Regions from separate parts of the Zea mays genome. Here regions 1 and 3 are each linked to region 2. The links are chromatin contacts, called in public Hi-C maps. All regions are on one chromosome and are shown on one strand. The core of a region is the stretch at or near the end of the contact, and the rest is flanking DNA. Distances in the headings are between cores, read along the strand shown.

Region 1 (4,137 bases), core at 1,071-3,570, 310 kb before region 2:
ACACTGACGGTCTTCTCGATGATCTTTGGCCGCCGCTTGGGGCGCTGCGGCAGCTTGGTGCCTTTCATGGCCATGAAGTCCTCCTCCTTCTCCTTTCGGGACAGCGTGGTGTAGATCCGCGGCACCTCCAGCTTCGCCGCCGGCTTCGACGACGCCCCCGCCGCCGCGCCGGCCTGCTGCTGATGGCCACTGCCGCTGCTGCCCCACTGGTTCTGCTGCTGCTTCGGGTCCGGGACGCCCAGGCCCACCTTATGCGGCGACACCGCCCGCTGCTTCTGGGCCCTCGCCGCTGCCTCAGCAACCGCCAAGAACTTCTCCCCGGCACCGGCACAGGCACCGGCACAGTCCTCCGCCGATCTGATCATCATCGCCGCCATAGCATCAGAACCCAGCAACCAAAACTAACTAGTGACCCCGGCCGCGATCGGCTGGCCCAGCACGGTGGTGAGTTAGGCCGGCGGCGGCGGAGCTGCGGTTCGGTAGCAGCGACCAGGGGATGATGAGGTGGACGGACGGATGCGGCGCGGAGAGCAAAAGCTGGGCGCCCGCAACCGCAACAAAAGCTGCTGCCGCTGCGGATGCCCACAGGAAAAAAAATTGTGGACATGCGAGGTGGACCGTTGGATGCACCCTTCCACTATAATTAGCCCTTCTCCTCGCCGCGCCGCGCCACCACGTACGACCGCGGCTCGGTGGCGGGGTAAAAGCGGAAGAGGAAAAACGGCAAGAAAACGAAGTGGAAGACGCCCTAGAGATCGAGGAAGAGCCCAAGAGGTGGGCGTGGGAGTAAAGACGGCAGCCGTACCTGAGCGGGTTGGGGAGGGCCCCGCGGCCGTGGTGCGCGTCGCTGGCGCCGGAGCGCGGCGGGCGAGGCGTGGCGTAGCGGAGGTTGGACCCGCGGGCGTAGGGCGCTGCGCTCGGCGGCGGCATCAGATTGTCCGCCGCCGGCGACGATGAGCGGCGCGGTATCTTGCCGCCCGCCTGCCGCCGCTGCGGCGACGCGGACGCGCAGTCGCGGCGGCAGCGCATGCGCTTGTTCTGTCCCCACCGGAGCAGCAATTCGCGGGCCCCGGTGGAGCTCGGGGAGGCGGGATCGGAGTGGTCGGAGCAGTGGCCGTGGCCGTGGTCGCGCGCGGGGCTCCTGTTCGCGGCGACGGCTGCGGTGGGCGCCGAGTTAGGAGCCGTCGGCTGTGGCTGCGGTGCGCGAGCGCGCGGCTTGGGCTCGAGCGACGTCGAGGCTAGGAACGCCGCGATGCGGGAGCTGTCGGTGGCGACGGCCGGTGCCACGTCATCCTTGCTCGATCTGGGGGCCGGCGACACCGGCGCTGCAGGCTTCTTGCTCGCGCCGCTGCCGCTGCCATTGGGCAGCGGGAGGCCATCTGGGCTGAGCCTCGGGTATCTGCAGGGGAATCAATCAGACGGAATTCGAGTCAGCGACTGGATCGAGGAAGAGTAAGGTCCAGCACCTGGAGTCATGGATGAAAAGATGTGCAAAATCTCGTCTTCCTGCGTGAATTTGCAACCGCAGAAAACCAGAACGCTCGCAAACCGCAGCAGGACTCCACGTTAAACGAACGGTTCAGAGATCTGTGCAGAGAAATAATCATCCCAGAAAGCCGAGCGGATAATTCAGAACGAAAACCTGCAATCTATGGAGAACCGAACCGAGACCAGCGAAGAACCAACCAGCACAGGTGGGCGGGTGAGACACAGGCTGCGAGACGCGAGAACAACTGGCCTGCCCGCAGATCAAACGGCGCCTCGAAGAGCTTGCGAAGAGAACAGCAGAGAAGGGCCGCGAACACGGCACGAAAGGGAGAAACTTGTTCGAATCAGCCCCGCAGGAGCCGGCAACAACCACTGACTGCGGAAACGAGAGCGCAAATTCGCGGCTTTGGTCTCAGGAAAGAACACCGACGAACACAACGCTGCAGCTGCAGCTGCAGCGGCAGGCGAACGGGATTGGTGGTGGATTCGCGTACCTCGTCATGTCCAACGCCGACGCGGCCTTGGACGGGCTCGACGAGGCCACCACGTCCCGAGCAACCACGACGGCGTCCGCGGAGCCGCGCATCGATTCGGCGCCCTCCTCTACTCCTCCACCGGTTCTGCTTCTACAATCGCCGGTGCGGCCTCCCTCCTCTCCCGGCTCGGCGTTTCGCTCTACAGATCACCCACCTCGGCCGGCCAGACCGACAAGAGACGGCAGGGAACGAAGGTTCTGTTGCGAAATCTGGTGAGGCGGAGAACGCACAGCAATGGCGAGGAGGAGGAGGAGCAGAGCCAGCCTGAAGGGCCGAGGCTTTATCATTTCCACTCTACCGGCAACGCCCTCCACTCTTCCGCACCTTTTCTCGCCCTGCGAGGCCGTGGCACTCTTGTGGTAAACGCCGACGCTGATGGGCATTTCCGTAATCCCAGCGCAGAGGCATAGGTGCGTGATTTAGCTCGAAGTTCCATGGGATTTGCACAAGCGAACCCGTTCGTCTCCTAGACCTGCACGCTGCACTGCAACTGCAAGCAAGCGTTAAGATTTGAGTTGAGACACATAAACGCCGGATGCCCACCGTAGCAAAGCACTAGCAGCAGCAGACACCACGTCACTCGGAGACAGGCAGGTGGGCCTTCCCTGCAGTCCAGATAAGCCAAACGGCAGCCCTCGTTTAGCTTACGGCCGTGATCTGATCACTCCAGAGGTGGACGGCGATTACTGCTCCAAAACTCGGCAACAACTGGGCGGGCACTGCCCTCTCCGGGCCACCTAACCGACTGGGACTCACTGACGTGTGGGGTCATCGGATGCGTCTTGGCTTGGGGAAAGAGGAAAGGATGTTGGCCACGGGATTCTTGACGGACGGGCGGATTCGATGTGGATGCGCGCGTCCACCGGCCTGCATTTTTTTTGCATTTTGACCCTTTCTCGGAAAAAAATCACGTTTAGACCCTAAAAAATTTTAATGTCATTTTTGTACCCTTTGCTCGGCGCCATAGGCTATGGCGCCGAGGTAACACAGCTCGGCGCCATAAGCTATGACGCCGAGGTACGTGCTGCGCTGGCATAACTCGGACGTCGTGGCGCCGACTTGGCACCAAGCTCGGCGCCATAGATTTTGGCGCCGAGCTCAATTATAACCACAAAACTCGTCTAGCTTAGTTGATAGATAGTAAGACTCATAACCTGTGGTTGTGGGTTCGATCCCCATGATAGATGTGTAGTATTTTTGTCTTTATCACTGATTTGTTTTTTTTTCTAGATTTTTCATTTTTATGTAGATTTGTTCGTACAGATTTTTTTTCTTTTCTAGATTTTTGTTTTTGTGATTGATTTGTTTATTCGTTCAAATATTATTTTTTATCCGCCGCTGGTGCTCTGCTGCTCGCCTGCCGGCGGCGCTGTCGTGAGAGGCACCGGCGCCGTCCGATGCCCACATCATGAGGGCCAGGACGACCAACGGCTCCACGCACGAGCACGGCCCTAGCTTCTGACCAACTGCCATGCTCTTTACGTCTTTGCAGTGCTACACGCCGGGGATCCGAAAGGAGGCTGCTGCGCTTGACTGTGGATATATATATATATATATATATATATATATATATATATATATATATATATATATATATATATATATATATATATATATATATATATATATATATATAGTATATGTATTTAGAGCCCTAGGCTCTATTTAACTATAGGAAGCCCCGACCACGTACCGACCAGGTGCGCGACCGCACCGGACCCTTTTTGGCTTATTGTACCTAACTGCTTACGCCAAAATATAATACGAGTTATGCTGATGTGTGTATCAGTTTATGCAAATATAGTCTGCGCATATTACGTGCATCGGGCCCACGATCCGGCCCACGCCACCACTATAAAAACACCCCCACGCCGCCAGGAATTAGGTTTTAGCGGCGGCGGTGATCCTGGGGGCCAGCAGCGGTGTCACCTCGAGGCAGGCGACCGACGGCGGCGCTCCACCAGGAACGAGCGACAACGACGCTCCGAGGCAGGCGAGCAAGCGGTGACGGCGCTCTTGAAGCGGACGGACGACGGCAGCGCACCCTAGGCCCGGTGACAACGGCGGTTGTCCCGTCCGTCTCTGCGATGGCCACCGCCACCGCCACTCCAGC
Region 2 (4,247 bases), core at 213-2,712:
GATTTAAAATGATACAGCCAGCAAGCTTGAGCTGCAGCGAGACAGTGAAGTTACCATTGACTAAAAGATGCTTCAGTACATAAAACAGGGTGGGAACAATAATAACATCAGCACATTTCTAGTTGTCAAATATACTTAAAACTGTACAGAAAGGTAGCTTCGGATTAGGCACACTATACCTAGTTACAAGCTCATCATCAGTTGTTGGGACATCAAAAACTGGGTTGGCGAAGTAGGAGCCTTTGGCTGTGTCTGCATAAAACAGATGAAATTTGCCTTATGGGCCTAAAAGCATTCCAAGACATTATGTGCAAACTTGAAGGATCATTCCAAGATGAAATTTACAACTAACTTCTTTTTCCCAGTTGCATTTATCCCCCTACTAAGCCATTTTCATTTTTGTAAAGTTTCTGAAACTGATAGGCTTAAAGGATGCTCTATATACAATGTGATGCATGATTACGCAGAGTGAAAAGGTCCTTACCCCATCTTTCAGACTCGAATTTCTCTTCTACACGACTCCAACCAAAGTGGTATCTGTGAAGCAAGGCCAATAATGCATAAGAAATACATAAGCTTTGTATGAACTGAAGTGCAAGTTATATACAAATCCTAGCTTAGGAGCTCTTATTGTTCTGAAAGAAAATGAAGAAAGAAGAGGAATATTCAAGTAGACACTAAGCAACCATGACAAAAGCTCCCTGGTGAAGACCATTCTGTAAATTCCTAAATTATGACCTGCTATCTGGGTCCTCCAGTTGTTTCTTCACATCATCAGGAAGGCTGACGATCCTAACAAACAGTAGGGAGGGTAATTAAGAATCTTTTCAGCAAAGAATTCAGTCAGAGAAAGAAAGAAAAAGGTACAAAATCATGGCGTATCGCCCTGATTAGGGCCTCAAGCCCCTGAACTTCCACGAGAGTGCAAAACAACATGCCTTGGCGCCAAGCGCAGCAGCCTTTTCCTGAGCTCTGGGTAACCGGGTACCTGAGTGCACAAAGCAAACACCGCACGTAAGCTGTCGAGGAGAGACCAAGTGACCAACTCGTCCCGTCGCGAAATCGGAATCTACTCATCAACAGCATCAGCCTCGAGCGCTGACGCGCTGTAGCATCACATCACTCACGCCGGCGATGGAGACGATGCCGAGCCCCTGAGGCCCGAAGCCTTCCTCGATGAAGCCGCCCAGGTCCTTGCCCCGATCCTGCGCGCACCGTACCCGCCGACAGAGTTACAGCAGCTGAGCTCCAAGCCAAGCCGCCCGCCTCCAAAGGAGTGATGAAACACCGCTGAGCTGGCAATGTCGCGTCTGCGGTGGCGGAAGGTTAGTTACCTTAAGGTCGGCGAAGGGGATGGTGACGGCGCGGACGGACGGCTGCTGCTGCTGCATCACGCGAGGCCGAAAGGCTTGCTCTCTCTCTCTTGAGCGCTGGACTTGTCTCTATGCTGAGCCGTCGCTATGCTGTTTACCTCGGTGGCAACTGGCATACTGGCATGGCAATGGCGTGGTGTGGCGCAGCGCGGCTCCTGTGCGGGGAAAGACACCGACATGGACATGGACAGGACAGGACAGAACAGCCAGGCCATCGTTTAGGCTTCTTCGCAAGCGATAAGCGACTCGTCCCTCCAGCCACGCGATCGGCACCGTCCGCTGCAAATCCAACGACCACCGTGTCCCACGTGTCTCACTGTCTCCGTCCATCCACGATCCGGTTGTCGGCCACAACAAATTGTTACTCCCTACGTCTTAAAATAGTAGTTGTTTTTGTTTTAAAATTATATACTCATATTTATATAAAAAAATATGAAACTAGACATATATATAATACTATATTAATTATTGTATAAATTTAGTAAAAAGATAAAATAAATTTTAATTTGGGACAGAGAAAGTATCGAAGTATCATTGAAGCTGAAGATTTATCACCTGTTCCTTCCCAACTTGTTTCCAAAATGAAATTAGATTATCTTGAATTGTGTTCCGGTTCCTTCCCATCAAAATCAGATTGTGTTGTGGTGTTCCGTAGTTCTAATTTGTTTTCCTTCTCATTCGTCATTAGATTATCTTGGAACTGGTTGAAACTTGAAAGGAGCACCAACTAAAGGAAAATCTGCATATGTAAGAAGGAAGGAAATAGGAGTATGTTTGTAACAATATGGTGTGTGTGTGTGTGTTTTGCCTGCAAATGTGTAACTTGCATACGCTTTTGTGTTTGTATCTCAAAATTTGATAACTATACAATTCTACTATTATAATACCAATTAAAAAATGCCTTTTTAGCTTTACCACATGTTAGTCACTTGTTCTCAAATGCTGTGAATAAAGAACAATGCAACACAATTGTTAATCGTTAAGAATTTTCGTCCTTCGGAGCATTATCTCTCTGAGGGTATAATGCTTACCGAGACGATGGTCAGGAAGGATTTACCTTCATCATATTAATACATAGATGAGAATGCATAAGGATGGACATTATAATTATATCGTAATGATTCATTTATTCTTGCATTCTATAAAACATATATGAATATCAACAATATCAATATTACATGGATACATTCGGTTTGCTCGAAGGCGGGGATGAGAGAGAGTGAATACAATCCAGCGTGAACAGTACGGTGCTACTGTTTATCTATTTATAGGCACGGGACGCGACCCGAGTAAAAGTACATTTATGTCCTTGTCAACCGTCTACAATTATAATACAAAACAGTAAGGACTAAATAGTCTTTATCCCTTTTTGGTCACTATTGTATTTGGTCTTTGTCGTCAACCCGAGCCAAAGTCCCTTGACTATAGCTTCGTTGCCCATTTTTGTCACCTTCGGGTTATACCTCTACTCTTGTCATAGATCTTCATGCCGAAGCCGGAGCCCCTTAATAATCCATATACTGAAAAGACATGGTTAATCACATTTTTTAGGACCTTCGGAATAGGAAGGCCCCCAACAGTAGCCCCTCGTAGTATTGATTTGTTTCTTTGCAACAAATTTAGACTGCGATGTGAACGAAGGCCTTTAACCAAAGGTTTGAAAAAATACCTTCCCTTCGCTAGAATTGCGAATGACACGGACATGCGGGACCCACCAAACTGTAGGGCGCTAGACATATAAATAGGAGCTTGCATTGAAAGCATCTCTTGTGTCATTTTAGTTGCTTACATTGTGCTCGTCATTTTAACTTTCTTGCTTTGCCAAGTTTAATTGGATTTCAAGCTTCGGCATTTCAACGACCGTCGATTTGATGGCTGGCGAGAAGAAGATTGTTGACCCGACGCTGTCCGAGTTTTACGAAGCTATGGAAAAACCAACGCAGAGAAGATTGCACATGAGATGTTAGCTGGGATATATGAGGGTTCCAGTGATAGTGAAAGCTTTGATGTAGAAAGCGAGAATGAAAGCACCGAAGATCGGCCCTGGAGACCAAGCCATTTTGTCTTCGGGAAATCAACCATCAAGCAAGGGCAAATTGATGCAATGAGGGGAAGGTATTTCCATGATATTTCAATTGTGAGGGCTGGAGGGGGAAATAATGTCCCTCTGCCTGAAGCTAGTAGTTTATAGAAGCTTCATGAAGGCAGGGCTTCGGTTCCCTCTGGATAAGTTGCTGGTCGAAGTTCTGAAGACTTTTGAAATTTACCTTCATCAGCTTACTCCTGAAGCTATCACCAAGATGGGGATCTTTATTTGGGCCATGAGGAGCCAGGGGTTAGAACCAAATGCAAAATGCTTCTGTAACATCCATGAGCTGTCTTATGAGACGAAGGCTACCGGAAAGGAGCAATATCACAACAACTTCGGTTGCTACAGCTTCGTGCCTCGCTTTGAGGTGAGATACCCAGTTCCGACATTTTGGAAGAGATGGTCTGGGGCCTGGATGCAGGAGTGGTTCTACGTGAAAAATGACCTGGTTGAAAGAGAGGATATCAAGGGGATTATTCAATGTCCTATATGGTCTCGCTTCGGCATCTGGAGGCCATCCACTGCCCTTGCGAATGATATACAAGTATGCCAGACTGCTTTTAATACAGTATGTACTTACATAGGCACCAGTGACTTAGTTCAGGAGCACATTATTTATGGGGTGTGGCCACTCGTAAGTGGGTGGGAGATGCCGAAGGAGGCTGCTGCTAGGTCTAGCGAAGGTGGTTTGGTCTACCTGAAGTACACATTCAAATACATGAGCCAAATGATGACTGGCTAGATGCCATTGAAGCAACCAGTGATGAATTGCTTGGTGCCTACTC
Region 3 (4,338 bases), core at 997-3,496, 270 kb after region 2:
CCGGCACGCAGAATAAGGAAGGAGAGAGTAGGGAGACGACGCAGACGCCTCGATCGAATTATGGAAAATGGATGGATGGTTGCATTGGTGTGTGTGCAGTGTACTAGTGTATGGCTTCTTTGCAGGTCTCGAGAGGCGCGAAACAATGGGCTCGTCTCTCCTCCTGCGCGGCGGACAAATTTAAAGCCATGATCCCACACAGACACAGCTCGCAGTCACCGCTACTTGCTTCGGAAAGAAGAGGACGAAGGAAGGAACTCAAGGCCTGTGCCCAGTGTGCCCTGTGTGCGAGGCCGTGGCTGAGACTAGGGCAGTGGGCAGGGTGTTCAGCGTGCGTGGACAATCGGGCATGCATGCATGCATAATGCTTTAGCAGCGAAGCATGGATCGTGTTGAAGATACCATTGCATGGATTATTGGTGCGTCTCGATCAGACACACCCTCCAGCAATGCATGGATAAACATGCGTGGCTAGCGTCGTTTCGAGCCTGAGATATCCACTCCTGGGTATGCTTGCATCCATATAGATTATGTTGCATCGCATATATGCATGGACCATATTATATTACATAAGCCCGGCCGCGCGCAGGACTGAAAAGAGCAGTCCCTATCACTGACTGGACAAAGGGCTTTATTTCCGCTGGTGGTCAAGTTTGATAGATTCTCTCTCACACTGCACACTCTTCTCGGACTCTGAAGGCTGCTGCCTGCTGTTAGTGCGTCTGGGCTGCTGCTGCCTGCTGGCCACTGAGGCTGCGGACGTGTTTGTGTGCGTCCTCTTGTATTCCGGCCGGGTAGGTGATCGACTTTAGGATGCATGCTGCATGCATGCATTAGAGCAACTCCAGTAGTTCTCTAAAAGACTTCTTAAATCAATAATTTAGGTAGTTAACATAAAAACTATTCCCCAACAGTTCTCTAAACGAACTTTCTAAATTTAACAATTTGTCATCTAACCTCATTTTCTCTCTACATTTGGCAACCATTTAACAACTCTCTAAACAAAAATGTTGACTGCATTATATAGTTTTTGTGACTTATTTTTTATGTGGATAAATACAAAACAAAATTACAACTTATATTTAAAAAACTATTGGAGAACTCACATTTTTTTACTTCAAAATCATTTAGCAACTTCTTAAATCTATGATTTAGAGACCTAAAATTTACATAACTATTGGAGTTGCTCTTAGCATGCTCTCGCATGACGGACGGGGAGGTACGGTGGGAAAAGAGCGTGGTTTTTCAGCTAGCGACCGACCATCAGAAAAACAAAAGGGGAGGCTTCCTTTTTTTTTTCTCATTCTTCTTCTTCTCTCCGTTTGGTGCCGGCCGGGAATGTATATGTGCACGCGAAGAGGCTGTGGACCTGTTGTTGCTTCGAGAGTTGGAGATCTTTGAGCGTGGAAAACAACCTAGCAGATAAGGTATATAGATTATCGATCGAGAGGCTTTTGTGTTGCTGAACTCATGATCGGCAAAATCTGTGTACTGAAAGGTGTCCATCATACATGTCTGCCACGCCCGCGGCCAGCGCAAGCAACGTCCGTCCTCGGCCGTCGCCTTTCCATGACGCGGCGGCGTGGCTGTCAGCTGTTCTTAGCTCCGATCGGCGGTGGGGGCCGCCGACGTCGACCACCACCACCCACGTACGACGTAGGCACGCGCCGCGACGAACGAGCAGTCAGCCGCGTGCGATGCGAACATGCAGTGCTTTTGCATGCTCCTGTCGTTCCACGCCTCGACATACGTCAGGAGCACGTAACGTAACGTAACGCGCTTTTGGCTGCATGCATGCGTTGTTTGCGGCTCGATCCATTCTCGTCTCGTCCGTCTCTCGGAAAATCTCGGTCCGTCCGCGCGTGGCAGGCAACAACGTGACGTGCTGGTGTGTGCTTTTTCTCCTTCCCGGGATAAAGAAAAGGCGGGGGCCGCGCGCGCGGCGCTGGAATCGAATCGGCGAACGCACCGGCGGCGGCGGACGAGGAAAGAAAAAAGGCGCGAGGGCCGGAACGGATGGGGAGGGAGCATGGGATGGGGATGGCTGGCCGATGGGGGCGCGAGAACGTGGGGGCAACGGCCAGCCGGGGAGTAAAATAAGGCCAATCATTGGGCACTCAACCGCGGTCCACGTCCGCGGCCCGGCGCGCGACACGGCGAGCGGCGCGTGCGGGCGGGGGCCCTGCCTTCGACCCCGAGCGCGACGGCGCACGCGCGTGGAGGGCACTGGGGGCTCGCTCGCGGTGGGCGGGACGGGGGCCGGGCCGGCTTTGGTGGGCGGTGTGGGCGCCCGTGCCGCCCGCGATCTGTTCTGATCCCGCCGTTTCGGCCACTGTTGGTGATGTGACTATGTGAGTGGCCGCCGTGTCCCCTCGCCCACACGTCTCTCTGCCGCCCGTGCCGAGCGCGCACCGGAGTACACGGAGCGCACGAGTAGCCGGGAAACCAACGGAGCGGAAGAGTCAAGCATTATTTATTCACTCTACCGTATAATCTCTGCTACTCTATAAGAGTAGACGCGAGGGCGTCTACCCAAATCTTTGGTAAAGCATGCCCCGCTGGCTGCCCGCGCTCTCCCTGCTCTCACCGTAGATCCCATCGGCGCCATTGCTCTCTCCTCGCCATCGCCGCTCGATCGCTCCGCGCTCTCCCTGCTCACGCCCTCTACATGGAAGGCAAGCCGAGGCCCAAATCGCTGCTCGCCCGCCCTCTACATGGAAGGCAAGCCGGCGCCCAAATCGCTGCTCGTGGACGGGATCTGCTTGCTCTCTCCTCGCCAACGTCGCTCGATCCGCTCCACGCTCCACCTGCTCCCGCCCTCTACATGGAAGGCAAGCCGGCGCTCAAATCGCTGCTCGCAGACGGGAATCACTGCTCGCAGACAGGATTGCGGCCTCGATCCGCGCTCTCCCCTGCTCTTGCGCTGTACATGGAAGCATGAAGCGAACGGGGAAGGCCGGGGCTCAAATCGCTGCTCGCAGACTGGCCACTCGGTACATCTGAACCATCTCTCGTGGCACTTCCATGATCCAGGTGGAAATTGTCAAAAGTCGAGATAAAGATCGAGTTTTCACATCGTTCGCTGGAGTCAAGAGCAAGAGAGGAGAATGAATTTCGCATAGATTGAGTGGAATTGAGGTATCTTGGAGCGAGGAGGAGACCTCGCGACGCGTGGTGAGGCTGTCTTCGTCGTCGAACCTGGCTCCGCCACTGGATCTGGAGCCTGAATCCATGACCCCGCCTCCGCTGTGGCCCTTCCTATCCGGTGGCGCCTGCTGCGACGGCGGCCTGACCTGCCCGGCGCCGACGAAGGGGAGCGCCCACTGCTGCTGGTGCCCTGCGCCACAACACAAGACACACGGTCCGCCTTTAACGTTAGTTCTTTTTTTTCTTCTTTCCCGCACAAACAACTTTTTTTAGTAATTTCCCACACAAACAGTTACCATCGACACACACGCACAGGCGGCATATGCAGGAGAAGAGAGAAATTTGGAACCTTGCCATTATTGCAAATGGGTTTCATCACTTTGCCATCATTTTAAAGGGCTTAGCCTATATGCCATTATCAAGCAAGACCCATATGCTTAAATGCCTTTTTCGCAATTCAATAAAACGAAAAATTGATTGGATATAATCTTCCTTCGTCTACCTCCAGCCGAACAGCACACCACCTCTACCTCCGTCCTCGGGACCGACGCGGCTACATATCTTCTCTTCTTGACTGCAGCGGGCTTGCCACAGTGGCCTTGGTCGTAGCAGCAGCACGCCACGAGCAGCGACGCCAGAGAAGAGGGAGTTCCAAATGGCGATTACAATGAAGACCAGACGACAAAAGACATGAGCGAGGTGAAAATTGTGCAGGGTGGCAACGTCCCGGACGATGACGGTGCAACGCTCAACATGGGAGTGGCGTCACGCGGCGGTGGAAGCAACAGCTGGGGACCTTCAACTACGACTACCAGAGCTATGCGCTTAACTTTAACCAGAGCACTGACGAATAGCAGCAGCGTGCTGAGTTTGCTTTGGACAACGTCGGTGGTGGTTGGCTGATGGTCTCACCAGTGAGAAAAAGAGAAGCGGAGAAGGCTATTCTTCTCTAATCGATTTTTCGTTATTAAATTGCGAAAAAGCATTTTAACATATGCGTCTTTTTTGATAATGACATATAAGAGAAGCCCCTTAAAATGGTGGCAAAGCGGCGAAACCCATTTGCCATAATGGCAAAATTCTAAATTTCTCACGAGAAGACGATGTCGCAAGATCAAGAGCGCTGTCGCACGACAAGTCTGAGCTGTCTCGCCGCTTCGAGCGACTGGTTCAGGTCCGTCATGAGCTACT

The links. A called contact is a pair of places that touch in the nucleus more often than the background predicts.
Region 1: a contact with region 2 is called in a Hi-C map of tassel, with 2.8 times the contacts expected there. The contact joins the promoter of LOC100278401 here to the promoter of LOC100193630 in region 2. A contact is called at or near these places in 8 of 25 Hi-C or Micro-C datasets (bundle sheath, ear, endosperm and 3 more).
Region 3: a contact with region 2 is called in a Hi-C map of bundle sheath, with 3 times the contacts expected there. The contact joins the enhancer-like site here to the promoter of LOC100193630 in region 2. A contact is called at or near these places in 3 of 25 Hi-C or Micro-C datasets (bundle sheath and leaf).

The regions. Positions count from the first base shown.
Region 1 is chr8:68,234,449-68,238,585 of Zm-B73-REFERENCE-NAM-5.0, reverse strand. It overlaps LOC100278401, which reads right to left and starts at 2,320. Exons shown (of 5, transcript NM_001361336.1): 1 at 1,983-2,320; 2 at 806-1,399; 3 at 3-357. The coding sequence starts at 2,074.
Region 2 is chr8:67,923,452-67,927,698 of Zm-B73-REFERENCE-NAM-5.0, reverse strand. LOC100193630 reads right to left here and starts at 1,462. Exons shown (of 15, transcript NM_001358851.1): 1 at 1,335-1,462; 2 at 1,128-1,205; 3 at 939-988; 4 at 739-792; 5 at 485-537; 6 at 180-252. The coding sequence starts at 1,391.
Region 3 is chr8:67,656,904-67,661,241 of Zm-B73-REFERENCE-NAM-5.0, reverse strand. No RefSeq gene overlaps it. Among protein-coding and RNA genes, the nearest start is that of TRNAD-GUC, 8.3 kb to the left of the region's middle. Within about 2 kb of position 2,246, at least 20 of the 20 cell types and tissues checked have an H3K27ac peak or open chromatin away from gene starts, as enhancers often do. A contact at or near this core is called in bundle sheath and leaf, where this site is marked.